Regions from separate parts of the Capra hircus genome. Here region 2 is linked to region 1. A link is a contact called in public Hi-C data. All regions are on one chromosome and are shown on one strand. Each heading gives the region's core, a stretch centred on a gene start, on an enhancer-like site or on the middle of the called end of the contact. The rest is flanking DNA. Distances are from core to core; before and after follow the strand shown.

Region 1 (3,304 bases), core at 676-3,175:
TGGAAAGACTCCAGCCTCCGAATTTTCCACTTCCCACCCCGAGCTCCCTTCTCTCCCCCTGCAGGGCTCCAACCACAGGACTCTCCAGCCACCCTGGAAGGTTGCCTTGATGGCTAGACCCACCCTGGCTTGGTGAAAGGCTCTCTGTCCTGGGCACCATATTCCCAGCCCCGCCTGGCCAGGCCTACAATTCCCTCTGATCCCTGGGGAGCCACAGGGTGACCACAGCCTCCCAGATGTGGCCCATCTGGAATCTGCTGCCCACCCAGCCGGTTCAAACCGGCCCTGTGGCTGCAGCCTGGGTTCCACGTTTGTCTCTCCTTACCTCCCCCAGGGACAATGCAGCCCGCATATCCCTCCCTCTCTTCTCTTCTGCCCTCCTCCTCCTCCCCCTGTCTGGCCCCACCCCTTCACAGCCACCTTCCTGTCCTGCCCCTCCTCTCCTTACCACCCCACTATGTGTCTTGATGCACCTCCTCTGACATATTGAGTCCCCGTCCCGGTGCCTCTTGGCCCCCTATGTCTCCCTCTGCCTCTCTATTTCTGTCTCCATGTCTCTCCCAGCCTCTCCCTGCTCCTCTCTTTCCCAGATTCTCTGTCATTTCTCTCCATGGGAGGGGCCATAACCCAGGGTCTACCCCTGAGGTGTGTGGGTCAAGTTCTTTGCCCACCTCTGGGGGTCCAAGTCCATCCAGCTTGCCTGCCCCCTCCACTCCATCTCCTCCCAGCACCTCCCTTCCTCCAAGAGCCGAGGAGCGTGACGTCACATGGAAGTGGCAGAGCCATGGGGCAAGTGGGTCCGAGTTGGTCTCAGATGGTTGCATCGAAGCACAGATGTACCTTGGGGCCTGCTGCCAGTAGGCACCTCCTTGTCCTCCTCAGACTCAGGGTCGAGCTTCCCAGATGCCTTCTCTTTTTTGGGCTTCCCTGATGTGGACGCAGATGCCCATCCTTTGTCTGATTCCATTATGTCGGCTGGAGAAATCAGGGCAGTTATGGCTGTCAACAGTGCTATGCAGGAGACCCAGGGTCCCCTCCTGCCCCGGAGACTCCCCCTCCACACAGTGAGGGTTGTCCCCTGCCCTGCTGACACCCAGCCTGACGACAGGTAGAGATGTGCTTTACAAACAGCAAAGTGCTTGCCAGGTACAGAAGAAATCAGGAGGCATGCAGACTGTCAACAAGGGGCTCAAAGAGGAGCGAACGCCATTCAGGTGTGGGATCAACTAGCGGTTTGAGCAGTAAATGCGGGCAGAAGTGTCTGATTCAGCAGTTGTAGCCAAAGCCCACCAGGGGGCGTATGGCAAAAGCAGACCGTGGTGGTTATGTCAGCAGAGAGGTTAGAGAGCAAAAATGAAGTCTGGCCAGAGCACCCCTGTAGGTCTAGAAGTTGGTGGTATGAAAGACAGGAGCAAGAGTGTGCAGTTGTCAGGAGAGGGCCAATGAGCCCACCTACCCCATCCCCTGCCCTGGGATGCCTGAATAAGGGGTTCCCAGCTTCCACAAGGGACCCTGGAGCCTCTCCATCTCAGATGGAACCCGGCCTTTCCCTCTCTTAGAAGTCTGAGGTCTCTCTTCCTCGCTGAAAAGTCTTCCTCATGTGACCTTCACTGCAGCCTCCTGGCCCTCCCATGTTGGGTTTTGTGACAACAATGGGATGCTAATTGCAGACACCCTGGGCTGAAACAGAATGGCTGTGCCCATTTTCCCACCTGAACCTGAGGGCATTAGTAGGGTGGGGGTAGCAAGATGTGATGGAGTGAGAAGGGAAGGCCTCCATGGTTGAACAGAGACAGCAGAGGGAGATGCCTCCAGGCTTCCACAACCAGAAAGAGGGCTGGGTTCAGACCCTCCCAGCCCCTGCTGTGACTGGGGCGGGGGACCAGGGAGCCACTTGTGGGGCCAGTGTGGGCAGGGCTCTGACAGCAGAGACCATGTGAGTCCCTGTGAGTGGGAGCAGGGGCTGTGGGCTCCAGGGGATGTCACTGTGCGCTTGCGTCTGGGGTGTACATCACCACCCTCTCCCAGGGGTCTGAGGGCCAGCGCAGGGAGGCCAGTGCCCACCACTCAGGTGGGGTCTGGATCTCTTCCAGGTCGAGGGGATTAATCAAATAGAAGTCAGAGGCTGCGCTGGTTGCTCATCAAGCCCCATTTCCGCTTCCAGGAAATGGACTCAAGGAAGAGACCAGCTTGAGACTGGGGTGGGAGCTGTGAGGTCAGGTGACTGCCCCTCCCAGCTTGACCGTGGCCAGGGTTCCCTGGAGATGCTGTGTTGGTAGGAGGGAGCGTTCTTATCCCTTCAGGAGCCTTCTACTGGGCAATGACCATGACCGACATGGATACCCATCCGTATTCCTCTATTCTCCTTCCCTTCCAGCCCCATTCTGAGCCTGGACACCCTGCCTTGCCCTGTGCCCAGGGGCCTCTTTCAAAGACGTATTCACGCTTCTGGATGGCACTGGGTACTGCTTCCTCCTCTAGGAGGCAGTCCCGGCCCACTCTGGTGCTCCTGCTCCTGGCGGGCCTCACCACATCTACGCATCAGAGATGACTCGGACTGAAGCTGCCTTCATGCCCTCCTATCCCAGCCCTGGGAGGGGAGGCTCAGGGCATCTCTGAACCTGCTAACTTTCAACTCACCTGACTCACCCCACTTTTGGTCCTCACTGTGGCCTGGCCCCCTTTACCTGGGCCCGCCCTCCCTTGGTGCCACCTGCCTTTGCCTCCTGGGCTCCCACCTTCTTCTGGCCCCTCTGTGTCTCCTGCCCTTGCCCCCCTAGACCCTCCTTCGGCCCCGCCCCCACCTGGCCTCTGCAGGACTTCTTTGAGCCGCTTCTCACATTGGGCCTGGGCGCGGTGCAGCAGGAAGATCTGCTCCTCTTTGGTCATGACGTCATCTGCATCCACCTACCGAGCAGAAGGTCAGATTGCAGGCAATACTTCCCCACCGAGTGCTGGACGCCACAACTATCCCAGCCTCTTTGAGGGATGCCCCCCAACACACACACACACACACACACACACACACACACGAATGTGGGAAATCCACCTGATGTAGCTCCATTTTACAGACAGGCAGCCTTGGCTTCGAGGGGAACGGCCTGACCTGCCTGACCTACCAGAGGGAAAAAAGGGGAAGGAAGGGGGGCTGTCCCTGACTTGGCCGATAGTAACCCCACAGAAAGCAGCTTCTGATAGTCGCTGTCCAGTCTGTTCCCCAAGGGGGCGTGGGAAAGGGATGGAATGTCCTAGGATGGATGCTCACCGGAACCCTGGGTAGGGAGGGGGTGGGTAAGGGTGGCGA
Region 2 (3,574 bases), core at 622-3,121, 41 kb after region 1:
CCTCCTGCCTCCAATCCCTCAGCATCAGTCTTTTCCAATGAGTCAACTCTTCACATGAGGTGGCCAAAGTAGTGGAGTTTCAGCTTTAGCATCCAATGAACACCCAGGGCTGATCTCCTTTAGAATGGACTGGTTGGATCTCCTTGCAGTCCAAGGGACTCTCAAGAGTCTTCTCCAACACCACAGTTCAAAAGCATCAATTCTTCGGCGCTCAGCTTTCTTCACAGTCCAACTCTCACATCCACACATGACTACTGGAAAAACCATAGCCTTGACTAGACGGACCTTAGTCGGCAAAGTAATGTCTCTGCTTTTTAATATGCTACTAGGTTGGTCATAACTTTAGGATATGCAAATCATAGCTTTAGGATATGCAAATCAAAACCACGATGAGACACTGCCTCACACCCATTAGGATGCTTATTATCCAGAAAACAGAAAGTAACAAGTGTTGGCAAGAAGGGAGAGAAATTGGAATCCTTGGGCACTCTGGGTGGGAATATAAACTGGTGCAGCTGCTGTGGAAAAAGTATGCAGTCTTCAAAAAATTAAAAACATAATTATCATACGACCCAGAAATTCCACTTCTGGGTATATAGCCAAAAGAATTGAAAGCAGGGACTTGAAGAGGTATTTGTAAACTCATATTCACAGCAGCACTATTCACAATAGCTGAGAAGTGGAAACAACCCAAGCGGCCATCAACAGATGAATGCATAAACAAAGTGTGGTTGGTCAATACATACAATGGAATATTATTCTCACTTAAAAATGAAGGAAATTCTGACACACGCCACAATGTGGATGAACTTTGAGTATAGTATGCGAAGTAAAAGAAGCCAGACACAGAAGGACAATTACAGCACGATCCCACTCCAAGGAGGTTTCTAGAATTCATACAGACAGAGGTTGCCAGGGGTTGCAGGGAGGGAGGGATGGGGAAGAGTTGTGGAAGATAAGAAAAACAAGACCCATGGCTGTTTCATATCAATGTATGGCAAAACCCACTACAATATTGTAAAGTAATTAGCCTCCAACTAAAATAAATAAATTTTTAAAAATAATAATAAAATTTAAAAAAAAAGAAAAGAAAAACAAGAGAGGCGAGATGGTGTTGTCTTAGGCTGGGCTTTCCTAGCAGCAGGGGTGAGACAAGGACTTGAATGCAAGTAGTGTTCCTGGGAGGTAGCCTCAGGGAGCAGGAGAAAGCATCTGGGCAGGGAAGGAATTCCCCTGGGCATATGAGAGCAGATCATCCTGGGGGTTCAGCCCTGGTGGGGACCTCCAGGAGATGGTGGTGTTGTCCCACTGAGGGGATGAGGGAACCAGACCACTTATTCACCAGCTCCCACCTTTGCTGCTTGGGGTGGTGCCCCAGAGGTAGGCTGGCACATCCATGTGGGGCACTATTTCAGCGTCTGCTCCAGGGACCCATGAGGGCATCAGAGGGAAGAGACATTCCAGTGGAGACAGGAGCAGAGAGTGCGGTGGGGCGGCGACAGGATGCGAAGGAGGGTCCTTGGGCCATGGGAAGGGCTTTGGTGTGCGCTCTGGGGAGATGTTCTATCAGCTGCCGTGTGGAGAACAGACTGGCAGACAGGAGCTGAAGCAGAGACCCCAGGTAGGAGGGTCCAGGGGAGATAAGAGGCACGCTTGGTCCAGTGGATATGGAGCAAAGCGATCAGATTCCAGGTTATTTTTGAAAACACTCTCAGCCACACCTTGGGCAGATTTTGAGGCTTTCTTCTTCCTTTCCTTATCTAAACACAGTCCAGTCCAGCCCCGGATCTGGTGTGGGGTGGGGAGCATGGTCTGCCCTTCCATCGCGCACAGTGCGGCTGGCTGGTGGGGCAGGAAACAGAGGCTCTAGTAGGGGTGTCCATATGCGCGTGTGACTCTGCTGGACTCTGGCTAGCCTCCCTGGCCAATGGATGGTTGAGGACCTCCACAGACGACAGCAGTGTCTCCCTTTGGCCCCAGTCAGGGAAGAGAGCCCCCTGATTGGCTGATATCCTTCTGGGCAGGCCCCAGCTCCTGTCTGTCCTAGCCACCTTGCTCTCGGACATCAAGTCCAGGAACAGCTAAGATTCCCTTCAAAGGTCTCCAGGGGCCGCCTGGGTGAGTGGTTCAGTTTCTTCTTTCCAGGGATGCCCGCCCTGGGCTGAGTCCCATCGGCAGGGATCACACCTGCTGTCACCATCCCCAGGCAGGAAGCCATCCTGCCTCCAAGTTTCCAGGGGTGCGGGATCTCAGGGGATGTGTGCTCTGCTCTCCCAAGAAAGCCCACCTCTCCTCTGGTTTCCAGGATGCTCCTGCAGGGCCCCAAGTCTTCTCCCAAACACACCCTCTGTCCTGTAGGCTCCCCTAATTCCTGGGAGTTACTACCCTACTTGGCTGGTCCTGGAGGTGGAAGGGAATACCCCACACATTCTACAGGACGCTTTGCAGCTCCCACCCACCAGTCTTCCAGGGTGGACAGAGAGTGGACAGGCTGCAGGGGCTGGCAGAGGCTGAGTTGGGGCTATGGTGTCTGCTGAGCCCTGCTTGGGACTGTTCGGTGCCCTCTTGTTGGGGCTCTACTCCACTAGGAATGTCTCCGTCCCACTCATGCCCGTGGTGCCACTCTGGGGGCATTCTGCCTGTTGTATGTGGCTGTGCTGACCCTGTGTGGGTTTGGGTCACTGACTGTGGGTCTGAGTGTCACAGTGGAGGAGGCCTGGAGGGTGGAACTCAGCTGTGGGGGTGAGGCTTCTCGCTCAGCAGCCTCCCACCTGCCATGGCCGGGCGACACGCGTGTGCGTTTCTGTGTGTCCCTGTGTCCATGTGTGTGTGCATCCACAAGTGTGCCTGCCTACTTGTGTCTGCGACTGTGTCTGTGAGTGTGGCGCATACCTATGAATGCAGGTGCCCATGCGTCTGCACATATGCACGTGTGTGTTTACCTCTGTGTATGTGTGTGTGTCTGTTTGTGTGCATGTCTGAGTGTGTACGTGCTGGGGGGCTCTGCTGAGTCAGTGCTTGTGTTGGGCAGGCAGCACTCCCTGCCAGGCTGTGGCCTCCCCACAGTTGCATAAACACTGGTCCCAGCTCCCTCTTCAAGCAGGGTGGTCCAGCCGGTGTCCCTGCGGCCGGTGGGAAGGGATGGGTGGGTGGCAAAGGGCTTGCCTTTGGGTCAGCCTGGTCTCCTCCATATCTCAGGTGCCAGGTCATGTGCCCCATTTGGCTGGAATGTGGTCTAGGGTCTCTCTATGCCTTTCTTCCCCCATCTGGTCCGAGGCCTTATCTCTGAGGTCTCTGTGCAGTGGCAGGAGTATTCATCACTCCAGTCCTGGTCCAGGCAGAACCAGAGGGTCAGTGGGGCAATCAGGGGGCTGCGGAGCTAGGGGCAGAATTCAGCCTCAGGACCCCAGAGCTAAGCAGCCCTCTCTGCTCTGAGGTCTCAGCTCAGCTCTCTGGGGCGCTTGGCAGCCTGCCATGGCTTGCATCTTCTTGCCAGACACCATCTGTAAGGATGTGCGGGCCACCACCGGGATGTGGGGCAGATAGCACTGAATGGGGGGCCAAGAAGATCAGA

The links. A called contact is a pair of places that touch in the nucleus more often than the background predicts.
Region 2: a Hi-C map of blood shows a contact between it and region 1, with 5 times the contacts expected there. The contact joins two enhancer-like sites. A contact is called at or near these places in 3 of 5 Hi-C or Micro-C datasets (all in blood).

The regions. Positions count from the first base shown.
Region 1 is chr22:52,636,791-52,640,094 of ARS1.2, forward strand. It overlaps PTH1R (parathyroid hormone/parathyroid hormone-related peptide receptor), which reads right to left. Exons shown (of 16, transcript XM_018066733.1): 4 at 2,805-2,907; 5 at 841-975. Among named protein-coding and RNA genes, the nearest start is that of PTH1R, 17 kb to the right of the region's middle. Within about 2 kb of position 1,926, at least 1 of the 5 cell types and tissues checked has an H3K27ac peak or open chromatin away from gene starts, as enhancers often do.
Region 2 is chr22:52,677,425-52,680,998 of ARS1.2, forward strand. No RefSeq gene overlaps it. Among named protein-coding and RNA genes, the nearest start is that of MYL3, 9.7 kb to the left of the region's middle. Within about 2 kb of position 1,872, at least 1 of the 5 cell types and tissues checked has an H3K27ac peak or open chromatin away from gene starts, as enhancers often do.